Regions from separate parts of the Mus musculus genome. Here region 2 is linked to region 1. The links are chromatin contacts, called in public HiChIP or PLAC-seq maps. All regions are on one chromosome and are shown on one strand. The core of a region is the stretch at or near the end of the contact, and the rest is flanking DNA. Distances in the headings are between cores, read along the strand shown.

Region 1 (5,331 bases), core at 787-3,286:
ATCTATAGAGAGAATCTAGTGGGGAGCCACCTGTGGGTGTAGGAGTCTCTGGGAGTGCAGTTTTGTGAGTTGTCATTCATGCTAGGGTAGGTTTCTTGGTGAATCACTGTGTTCCTATAAGTAACCCCAGGAAACTCACCGGCTCTCTAAGCTAGATTTGGGTGGAATTGGTTCTTTGATCTGTCATCAATGCCTTGTTGTGGTGAATAACTGTTAAGATCTCCCCAAGAAAAGTCACACAACAATCAGATTCAAGAACCATTCCTAGGACAGAAGACATAACTCAATGGTTAAAAGCACTCAGTGTTCTCTCAGAAGACCCTGAGTTCTCTCCCAGCCATGATGTGGTGGTTCACAATCACCTGTAACTCTAGTTTTAGGGGGTTTGACAACTTCTTCTGGTATCCTTAAGCATCTACACACATGACATTCACTTACATAAATACACACACATACTCCCTTATAAAAATAAAAGTATATTAAAAAAAAAAGAAAAAAGAACATTCCTAATGTGACATACACCTGTAACCCCAGCATTTGGGAGGCTGAGACTGGAAGTTCATACCTGTAAAATAAAAATAAAATATAGCCGGGTGTGGTGGCACACACCTTTAACTCTCAGGAGTTAGAGGCAGGTGGATCTTTATGAATTTGAGGCCAGCCTCATCTATATACTGAATTCCCAAACAGCCAAGGCTATGTAGAAAGAGCCTGTCTCAAATAAATAAATAAATAAATAAATAAATAAATGTTTTAAATATGAATACAAGCCCTTTCTTGGAAAAGAAGCTTGGTGCTAGAGATAAGAGTTAGCCACACACTGGTAGACACAAAGGAAAAAGTTTGAGTCAGAAACCTTAGTGTGACACAATTTTCTCTACACTTGTTTTCTTCTTCAATGGTGCCATCATTGTTACCTTTACAAGTGAATAAATGTGTGTGTGTGTGTGTTTACATATATATGTAAAACAGTTAAAGTGGAAGAGGCCATGAATTTGGAAGAGAACAGGGTGGGATATATAGGAATGTTAGAGGGAGAAGGGGGAGGGAGAAATTATATTTTAATCTCAAAAAAAATTTAAAGGCTGTATAATTAATTTACATAGTTTTTTGAACGAACCCCCCCCCCCCAGCCCTCATCCCCGTTGCTTCCTGCTGCAGGGCATGGAGCCGCCCTTTGGTGTGGTTTGTATACTCAGTGAGACTCCCTTGAGAGATGATTTTTCCTTTGTGGATGGTTGGGGCTGGGAGCTCATGTCTTTTTCTCCATCTTAGAGCTGGGACTAGGTCAGGTCTGGATCCGTGCAGACGCTAGCTAGGCATGCTGCCACAGTTGACAGTGAACTTTCTACACAGCATTATCAAAACAACGCTGTTGAACACCCGTACTCAATAGAGCCAAGAAGTTTATGGTACTATCTGCAACGCGGGGTCAGTTAAAAACCAGTAGACAAAAACCTTTCTTTTTCTTCCATTTGTCCTTCTTGTTTATTTTGTGTGTGTGTGACAGGTCACACGAATCCCAGGGCAACCCCAAACCTGCTCTTTGGGCTGGGATGACCTTGTACTCTGATCCTCCTGCTTCAACCTCTCCAGGGTTGGGATCACAGGTGCGTGCTGCCATTGCCGACTTCCTTTTCCCTTTATTTATTTTCTTAATTTTTAAGAAGTACGGTGCCCAGAAAAGATGATTAGTTAAGGACTGACTGAGTAGATGAAAACAGACGACTGGATGGATGACCCTTCTAAATGGCGGACTCGTCCCCCTTTCCAATTAAACAAATTTGTGTTGCCCTTCACTGAATTCTGCCCCAAGCTGGCCCTTGGATAGAAGCCTGTAGAAGAGTTCCTGGAACAGCAGACCACAAGCCAGGACTCCTAGTTCCCATGTGCCATCAAAGCAGGAGCCACAAGAGCATGCTTAGCGACGACCTAACAGAGCTTGGCAGGCTGCACCTGTAGAGTGACAGCCCTGCTGGTGAGGGGCCATGTGCTACCTGCATCCTCGTCCAACCCCACCCCCACCCCACCCCCCGCGGTGGCAGTTCCTTCTAAGACGCGGGCTGAGTGCTGAGTCGCTGAGAGGCGAGCTCTCCATGTGACTTCAGTTTCCGTTGGTTCCTTCCGCAAGTGCTAAAATAATCTGATGCCCCAGAGCGAGTAGGCAGCGCAGCAGCGGCAAGTGCTGTCCAGGAGGCTGGGGCCCTGGAGACGATGCGCCCCGCGGAGCCGCCTGGGCCTGCGGGAGCAGTGAGTATTTCTTGCGTGGGTTCGTTGAGCATTGCCGGGCTACAAGAGGTGGGCGAGCTGGGACCGGGTTGGGTGGTGGGAGGTTAGGCATCAGCTCCCCCACCCCACGCACGCCGCGCTCAGGCTCATTGTGAAGTTGTGGTATCCAGTCTCTCCGCCTCTGGGCTGGATTTGGGGGGGGGGCTACACCTTTGGTGTAGGTGGAAGTCTCAGGAACTCTTACAGCTGAGAGAGGAGGTGTGTGATGTGGGAGAGGCACGTAGGGCTTTACAACCAGCTATGGTTTGATTCCTGGCTCTTTCAGGGAGAGTGTGAACAGGTTAGGGAACTTTTCGGAGCCTCCTTTTTTTTCCTCATCTACACAGTGGTCAGTGCTCCTTGCCTAGTCTGAGTGACCGGACGTCATGAGAGGACGCTGTGAACACTCAGCATACGGGTGTTTGCATCGACTCCTTTGCCCATCAACATAAATTGAGACCCACCATTACACAGGCAAAGACACGGAAATCCATCCACAGTCGCACTTACTTAACCGGGATCTTCCCAGGGTCAGCTGTGTGTGTACATCCAGAAGACAGCAAAAGCCCTTCTCCTAGAGCCTTTGTCCTGGGTAACTTGTGCTGGGGTATTATTTGGTCCACAGCTACCCAAGTGTCAGAGAGAGAGATTAGAGCCAGGCTCTCCTGACTCCTGCTCAGTGCTCTGCTGTGGTCCTCTCGGCCTCTGCAGGCACAGACACACATCCATGGACCTACCCACAGGCTCGCTCGCACTCAGGAGCTGGGCAGGGAAAAGCACTGCTCTCCCTGCAGTTGCTAGCTCACCATTGCGCTGCGGCGATGACCACGTGCCCCACTGTAACTAGGATCGGAGCAGACTAAGGAAGGCTTTCCAGTGTCTCTCTCTGCTACTGACCGTGAGGTACGGACAGTTTTCACGGTGTTTGAGGCCTGGGGACACCCCCTATGAGCTTTATATGTGAGCCCCAGAGTTCCTAGAGGGGGTTATAGACTCATGGGCCCAGAAAAACAAAAAACAAAACAAAACAAAAAACCTCAACACTTAGGTTAAAATCAAAACCAAACAGCCTCACAAGAGAAGGTGCCTTCATTTGACTGGTCCTTCGAGAGAACTCTGGACAATGGTACACACTCCACCAGGCTGTCCTGGAGCTCATTAGCTTCTAAGCCAATCTCCACTGGCCTGACTTGTGAAGCAGGAGGCAAACCCTTTCTCCTTAGTGATAGAACTGTCCGTGGATAGATTCTTGGGGAACTAGCTTCTGTACTGTGTCTAATATAAGCCAGTGACACAGAAGATTGTAACAGGGCCAGCCTCCTTCGTAGTCCCTATTGACTGGAGTCAGGATTGGGATCGGACCAAAATACCTAACAAAACCCAAAGAAACAAAACCTGGACTTCTTAAGGAGGCATGGTCTGGTCGAACAGTAAAATGTAGTCAACAATGCTGAACTGCAGGTCTGAAAATGGCTAAATGATAGAGTTTATGTGATAAAACAGATGAAGGGAGGGAGGGAGGGAGGGAGAGTGTGTGTTTCCCCCCCAAAAAAGCAACCAAGCAGTTGTTATCAGAAGCGGGGGAAATGAAGTTGCTAGACAGACTTTTCAGGACAAACAGAATCAGGGGCTGAGACCCAACGTTTTGTGTCTTCAGTGTGTGACTTTAGCCTCAGCAGAGGGCACAAAGGAGGAAGTAGAACTTTGCCCTGGTTCTCACCAGTGAGGTGGGTACAAAGAACAAGGCTGGGACCAGTGATGCGCTCAGCGTGGCCACAAAGTTCTGTGAGGTCCCCAGGGACTCCCCTCCTCAAGCCCCAGCCTCCACATTTACCACCCTCAGGCACTGTATGTGGGCTCACCTTGAGTGCTGCTGCCTGGCCCTACCTCTAAGAAAGATAACAATCTGGAGGGGATTTCTCTGCAGGAGATAGCATTTGAGGCTCTGACTTTCTTTCACACAGCTTCTGCTCAGTGAACCCTGTCTATCTCTGGTAGCCCTGGTATCTCCTGGCTTTCCTTGTCTCCCTTGGATGCTAAGACTGAGCACTGACCCTCAGCCATCAGCTCTCTCCCTGCCCGGCCTGGGGCCACATCTTTCAACTTCAGGCAAGTTAATGGTCCTTGTAACCACCCACCAAGACACTTGAAACTTCCCCAAGGGGACTGTTCTCAGCCTCAGCCTCCTCAACGTTGGTCTGACAGGTTTTCAAAATTTTGTGTTTACTTAACTAAGGTGATTGACCAGAGGTCAGAAGATGTCATTAGATCCCCTGGGACTGGAGTTAACAATGGATGTGAGCTACCATGTGGTTGCTGGGAATTGAACTCAAGTCCTCTGGAAGAGTAGCCAGTGCTCTTAACTGCTGAGCCGTCTCTCCAGCCCCTACTTACAGGAATGTTTAAAGAGTTCCGTTGTTTTATATGCACTCTGAAGTATTTTAGAAGAGCTGTACTGGTGGCCATGGTATTTGTTTATTTGTTTGCTGTTGATGACTGAATGCAGGACCTTGGGCACGCTAGGTCAGGCTCTTCCACTGATCAGCCAGGTCAGGGTTCTCTTCTGCCTCCCACCCTTTTAAAGTTTTGTTTTGAGAACAGGTCATGAAATTGCACAGGCTGGCCTCAAACTCACCATCTTCCTGTCTCAGCCTCCTCAATGCTGGGATTACAGATGTTTTACAATGCCTAGCGATTTGGCTTTTTTTTCCCTAAATATTTAATCTACCTGTATTTGAATGTGTGTGTGTGTGTGTGTGTGTGTGTGTGTGTGTGTGTGTGTGCGAGCGCACACACACAATATGCATGGAGGAATTCACAGTCTCAGGAGAGAGTATCAAATCCTGTGGAACTGTATTTACATGCAGTCATGAGGCCCCATGTGGGTGCTGGGAACTGAACCCAAGTCCTCTGCAAGAGCAGCACACCCTCTTAACCAGTGAGGCACCTCTCTGACCCTGTCTATTTGTGCTGGGGTATGTGTTTGTTTGTTTAAGATTTATTTGTATTGCTCTTTATTCATTTGTGTGTCTGTGTGTGAGCCTACATTGTACATGCAGGAGC
Region 2 (5,331 bases), core at 767-3,266, 340 kb before region 1:
TGCTTGCCCTGAATACATGGAAATCTTGGTTTGAGCTCCAACAGTTAAACATTTAAGGAGGAATCCCAGGCCAGGCCAGGAGGAGTCCTGCAGGTCTGGGGACTGTCAGAGCCACATCCACAAAGGTACTAGCAGTGCCTCATGTGCTGGCTTGAGGATTAAATGAGCTAATGCAAGCAAAGTCTTTAACCCAGTGCCTGGCACACAGAACAGCACCGTGAGTATAGCTCCTGAGGTCAGCATTGGGATCCTGCTGGCTGAGGTCAAGCAGCTAAGTCCTTAGGCCCTTCCTGGTTTACAGGCCAAGACCTGGTCCAGCTTTCTTAGCACAGGGCATGGAAAAGGGCACAAGGCAGACGACACCTGGAGACTGCCAAGGCTAGCCTTTCCTGAGCTGTACCGACTCCAAGGGAAACCCTCCCTGAAGCCCTCATCCTCTGTTTCCTTCTCCCTGAGGAACAAGGGAGGTGGTTAGATGGCCCATAGGGTCCCCACCCTCACCAATTTGGAATCTCTCATTCCCATAGCAAAATAAAACTGCCCCAGTCAGAAAGCAGTTAGCAACGGCTGGCCTGCAGAAGCCCCCCCCTCCCCCCAGGCAGAAAGAAGCAGACAAAGGCTCCCTGTACAGAGTCTGCCTTCAGCCCTCCTGTGCTGCACCAGATCCTACAGCTTCCACGAATCACAATTATACCTTCTTACTTGAAAGTCCTTCATTGACTTTGAGTTCCTGGAAGTTTTCATCCAGGAAAAGCAGGGGCGGGGCGGGGCGGGGCGGGGTGGGGGTGAGGGTGGGAGTAGTCAAAGGGATGGAGAACTGAAGAGCAGCTTGTGGAAGAATGGGACAGGAAAGAGGACGGAAGGAAGAGGAAAGAAAAGGAAGGGAGAGGGAGTAGAGAGGAGAGCGGAGAGGTGAGAGGAGGTGAGGCTGAAGATGGAGGCCGGGGCACAGAGAAACAGGAGCCAGGAATAACAAGTGGTGTTTGACTTCCTTCAGCCTGAGGTGTCATGAACACAAGCTGAAGCTGATTGCTTAACTGAAGTGCACAGCCATGGCCCCAAGGCCACGATACTGCTCGGCAGGGGAGTCCCAGCTTTTACAACCGAGTCTACACACACTCCTTTGGCTGGGAGACACCCCACCGGTTGATTTTCTGTAAAACAAACTTCCCCTTGAAACAGCACCTTTCCCCCATCACTGCTCGGCCCCAAAGGATCCGACTCTAAACGGGGCAGCAGCGGACTCTGCCATTACAGTGACTAGCATTATGAAGTCCTAAGCAGGCCACACAATGCAGCCCGGCCTCATGCAGCCCTTGGGTCACCCTCAGTGATGCCTACCATTGACTAAGCAGCCTCTGGCCAGTGCTGGAGTCTGACTCTGCCTGGTCAATGCCTGTGACAGTGCTGTGACTTGTGACCGCTCACCTTGCTTCCTAGAGAAGCCCGTAGTCTTCACGCTAAAGACCGTGTCATGGGAAAGGGCCTGGAGGGGGTTGGCTTTCCCACTTAGCATGGCCAGGGGAAGTCACTGCTTTGTTGAATGTTGTTTTCCTCCTCGTCTCTAAACCAAGAATAGCAACTTAGCAGGGTTGGTGTGAAGATGAAAGGAAATATTATAAATAACTTCGCATAGGCTGGACCCAATGGGGGTTAGTAAAGGTTTGTCACCAGGAATAGGGCTTCATCCCCAGGCTGCATCTGTTTGCTAAGAACTAAAGACACACAATCCCCAGATAAGGTCTCTTAGGGGCCTGACACTAGACCCAGGTGCCCATGAGGTGACTAGCAAGGACCCATACCCATGCATCTGAGGTGTGAGGAACCTGTGCCCTATGAAGTGTGAGGAGCCTGGCCCTGACGGGCTCTGTAGTAGTCTCCTCTGCCCCATCATTCTTGCCCTGCCCCACCCTCAGCCACTGCAGGGCCCCCCTTGGGTGGAGTGGTTAAGGCAGAGCAGGGCGGGTGAGCCAGAGGCAGTAGGGACCATTATCGGGAGGCCCAGGATGCAGAGGGCTTCTGCAGCCTCCTTATCAGCTCCCTGACTGCTGAGGCATTGGCTTATCTGAGCCTAGGGTAAGAGAGCTGAGCTCTGCAGCTACTGCGCTGGCTCCCCTGCTGGGGCAGCTGAGAGTAGAAACCAGAAAGCCACCAGGCTGCCTGCCATTTCTGCCAGGAGGTTATCTTAGCCAGCCACTTCCCCCAGTAGCCCCCAAACCCTGTCTGAAACTGATGGTGGTAGCTTGTCTTTGACCCTCACCCTCAAAGTCAAAGCCTGTGACTCTTTGTGAGGTAAATGACTCTGTGGGGACTGCTGGGCTGAGCCAAGTGACTTCTGTCAAACATACTAGTTGGCAGCAGGTCTGGTTAGTCAGTCACTCAAGACTTGTCCTGCCCTGTAAGTCCCTACCTCCCAGAAGGCTGTGTGGATGACTCGAGATAATTTTGGCTCTAGGACCTAGCTGGCTGGGATCCCACAGAGGGGCTCCGGCTCCAAGTTGGCACATGGTCCTTCTTGGCTTTGACCCTTCCTCTGAGGGAGGCAGGGCATGCTGGGCATGCGGACAGCAGGCCCCCTCCTGGGGCTCTGATAACAGCTCTCACCTTATCTGTCAGCCAAAGACTGGGCGGGGTAAGTCTGAGAAGCAAAGGTAGGTTCTGCAAAAAGGGGCAGAGGAGAAAGTGGGAGCAGAGCAACTGAAGCCCTGCCAGCCTCGCCTGAGATCTAGGGAAGGACAAAGGGCCCTCGGAGAAGGGGTGGGCTAGGCCCCTCCTAGAGCTGTAGAAATTCTCAATTGGGAAGAACAAAGAAACCTAGAATCTTTACCCCAGAGCAGGAGCGATTGCCTTTGAAGAACTCAGAGCCTCTTGAGAATCAGAAGAAAATTACAACCTTGTCCTGCTGGGTAACTGAGGCCTTAAGGAGTCAGGGAAGATAACAACATGCTTGAGCCTCTGAAGGCCCCTTGCCTGAGGCTGGGTGAGTTCCCTGCAAACCTGGAGCCTAGGAGCCAATAAGTACAATCCCAGGCCACGTGGGGCTGAAGACAGCCAGCCTCCCTAAAGCCTCCAAGTGGGCCAGGTACCCCTTCAGAGCCAGGAAGTTGCAGGATTTAATCCAAGTCTTGGCCCAGGCTCCTGGACCCCTCTATTTCTCTGACCCAGGCCCAGGCTACCTGGGGAGCTCTCCTTTGGGGGAAGAGGAAGTCCCCTGACTGCCCTTTTCCTGAAGCTGGGATGTTCCCTTCTGCACACACCTGGAGAGTCACACCCAGAGGTAGACACACTTAGTGGTTCAAAAATACCAATCCTGTCCTCGCTGCCATGTAACACAGAGCTATTTTAGCCCCACAGTTAAATGTGCTCCCATAATAACCCAGAATGTGCTCCCCAGAATCTTCTAGAAGGGCCAAGCTGGGTTGAGACTTTTTGTATTTTTTTTAAGACAGGGTCGATATAGTCCTGGCTGTCCTGGAACTCACTTTGTAGATCAGGCTGGACTCAAACTCCCTGCCTCTGCCTCCTGAGTGCTGGGATTAAAGTCATGTGACACCACACCTGGCCTGGGCTAACTTTTCGTACGTCAAAGACGCATATCCAAAACTCCACCTAGAAAAGTCGAGCAAGGGTAAAAGTAGAGAAAAGCCCCCAAGCCCTCTCTCAAGAAGCTCTTGGTGTTGAAAAAATGAGCTAGCCAGTAACCCAGAGGGTCAGAAGCAGAGCAGATGAGTTTGACAGATTTGACAGGAATGGGCCTGGGCCTCTAGGGACAGTGAGTGGGCTGGGGCCTGGGGGCTGGGAACGGGGCTGATAAGGGAATAAAGCTGACTTGTGGCTTGGCTTTATAAAGAGTTGGAGAGATGACTGTACTACAAAGGCCACACACCGTGGCCACTAATAAAGTCAGAGCTTAATGTGCTCCTCCGGGCACCCCCAGGAATCTAAAGACACACGGGACCTTGGGTCATACCAGGGACAGGTTGGAGTATGGGGGTACGTAAAAAATGAGATGAGGATGCAGGATAGATGCAGGCTTAGCATGAGGCTGAGCATCCCTCGTTTATCCAGTTCTCTTAGAGTGGCCACTGGAAGGGTACCCACACCTAGCCTGATGGCCTTCCAACCCAACAGGGTCCCCGTGCCACAGTGCAAAAGGTCAAGTGCGTCTTGCACGTTCCCCGGGCAGTTGGCGCCCTCTTCAGCCAGATAGAGGCACTGCAAGGTGGATACCCAGTGCAGCCATGACTGGTGGTTTTCCTTCGCATCATCACCAGCCCTTATCAGAGAGACTGCAGGGGTTTTTTGTTTTTGTTTTTGTTTTGGAGACAGGGTTCCTCTGTATAGCCCAGGCTATCCTTGAACTCACTCTGTAGACCAGACTAGCCTCGAACTCAGAAATCCGCCTGCCTTTGCCTCCCAGGAAGACTGCAGTTAATACTGTTGGTCCATCATAAGAGAACCTTTAGTGTCCTGCCCAAGATCATGGAACCAAGCAGTGATAAACCCTGAATTTGGGTCTCCGGGAACCTGGCTCACTCATGCCCAGAAATCTGTCTTCACGACCCTTCAACAGGCCAGACACCCTTATCAGAAATCAACAATTAATATTTAATGAGGATGGGTAGGTCCCAAGTGGACCACAAGGATTCAGACTCAGAGGCGGAAGGAAGTTCAGGTGGTCCTGGCTCTGTGTGCACTGGGGAGAGTCTCATCTAGGGGTCTCCAGCGGCAGGTTCAGCCGTGGGTTGGCGTGGACCTAAACACAGAGTGAGCACATGCAGGCTCCCTCCAGGGTCCCCAGCTCCACCCCACCCCCCATCTCCTCCTTGTTTGAGCCAAGGGTGACCAGCACTTCAAAGGTCTCGGGATTGGAAGGGAATCTGTGATGATTTGCCCCCACCCCCATGTATACCTTATGTTCCACCACCGTGCATTTCAATGAAATTAAACTGTATGCAACATTTTTGACTAAATGAAGGTGCATTCTTCAAAAACAGTATAAACTGTAGGCTAATCTCCGTCCCCATTAACAGCTAGCTCAGACCTAGTGACTGGCCCAGGGCCCAAACCAAGTTGGGAATGAGGTCTTTTCTCTCTCTGTGTGTGTGTGTGTCTGTCTGTCTGTCTGTCTGTGCATTCTAGAGCCACTCCCTTTCAAGGTCCCTCCAGATTCAAGCTCCCCTCCACCAAGCTCTGAGCACCCCAGCTTCAGGGCCAGCCCCACCTCCTGGGGACTTTTCCACAGATGCAGGCAGCCTTCGCATCTCTTGGAGAGCTGCAGCCTCTCCACTCCCTGGGGGCCCCTTCCCTGGAACGCGCCGAGGTTGGTGC

Evidence for each region. HiChIP or PLAC-seq counts read pairs in DNA pulled down with a chosen protein or histone mark.
Region 2: a contact with region 1 is called in an H3K4me3 HiChIP or PLAC-seq map of pro-B cells, with 4 times the contacts expected there. The contact joins the enhancer-like site here to the promoter of Nrros in region 1. A contact is called at or near these places in 13 of 39 promoter capture datasets (the 3T3-L1 cell line, 3T3-L1-derived adipocytes, the C10 cell line and 8 more) and 11 of 115 datasets of contacts at active chromatin or transcription factors (VIP interneurons, bone marrow-derived dendritic cells, embryonic stem cells and 4 more).

What each region holds. Positions count from the first base shown.
Region 1 is chr16:32,162,299-32,167,629 of GRCm38.p6, reverse strand. It overlaps Nrros (negative regulator of reactive oxygen species), which reads left to right and starts at 2,036. Exons shown (of 3, transcript NM_001347181.1): 1 at 2,036-2,250.
Region 2 is chr16:32,506,471-32,511,801 of GRCm38.p6, reverse strand. It overlaps Zdhhc19 (zinc finger, DHHC domain containing 19), which reads right to left. Exons shown (of 9, transcript NM_199309.2): 8 at 5,225-5,331; 9 at 4,588-4,756. The coding sequence ends at 4,713. Among named protein-coding and RNA genes, the nearest start is that of Zdhhc19, 13 kb to the right of the region's middle. Within about 2 kb of position 2,016, at least 87 of the 459 cell types and tissues checked have an H3K27ac peak or open chromatin away from gene starts, as enhancers often do. A contact at or near this core is called in fetal liver and pro-B cells, where this site is marked.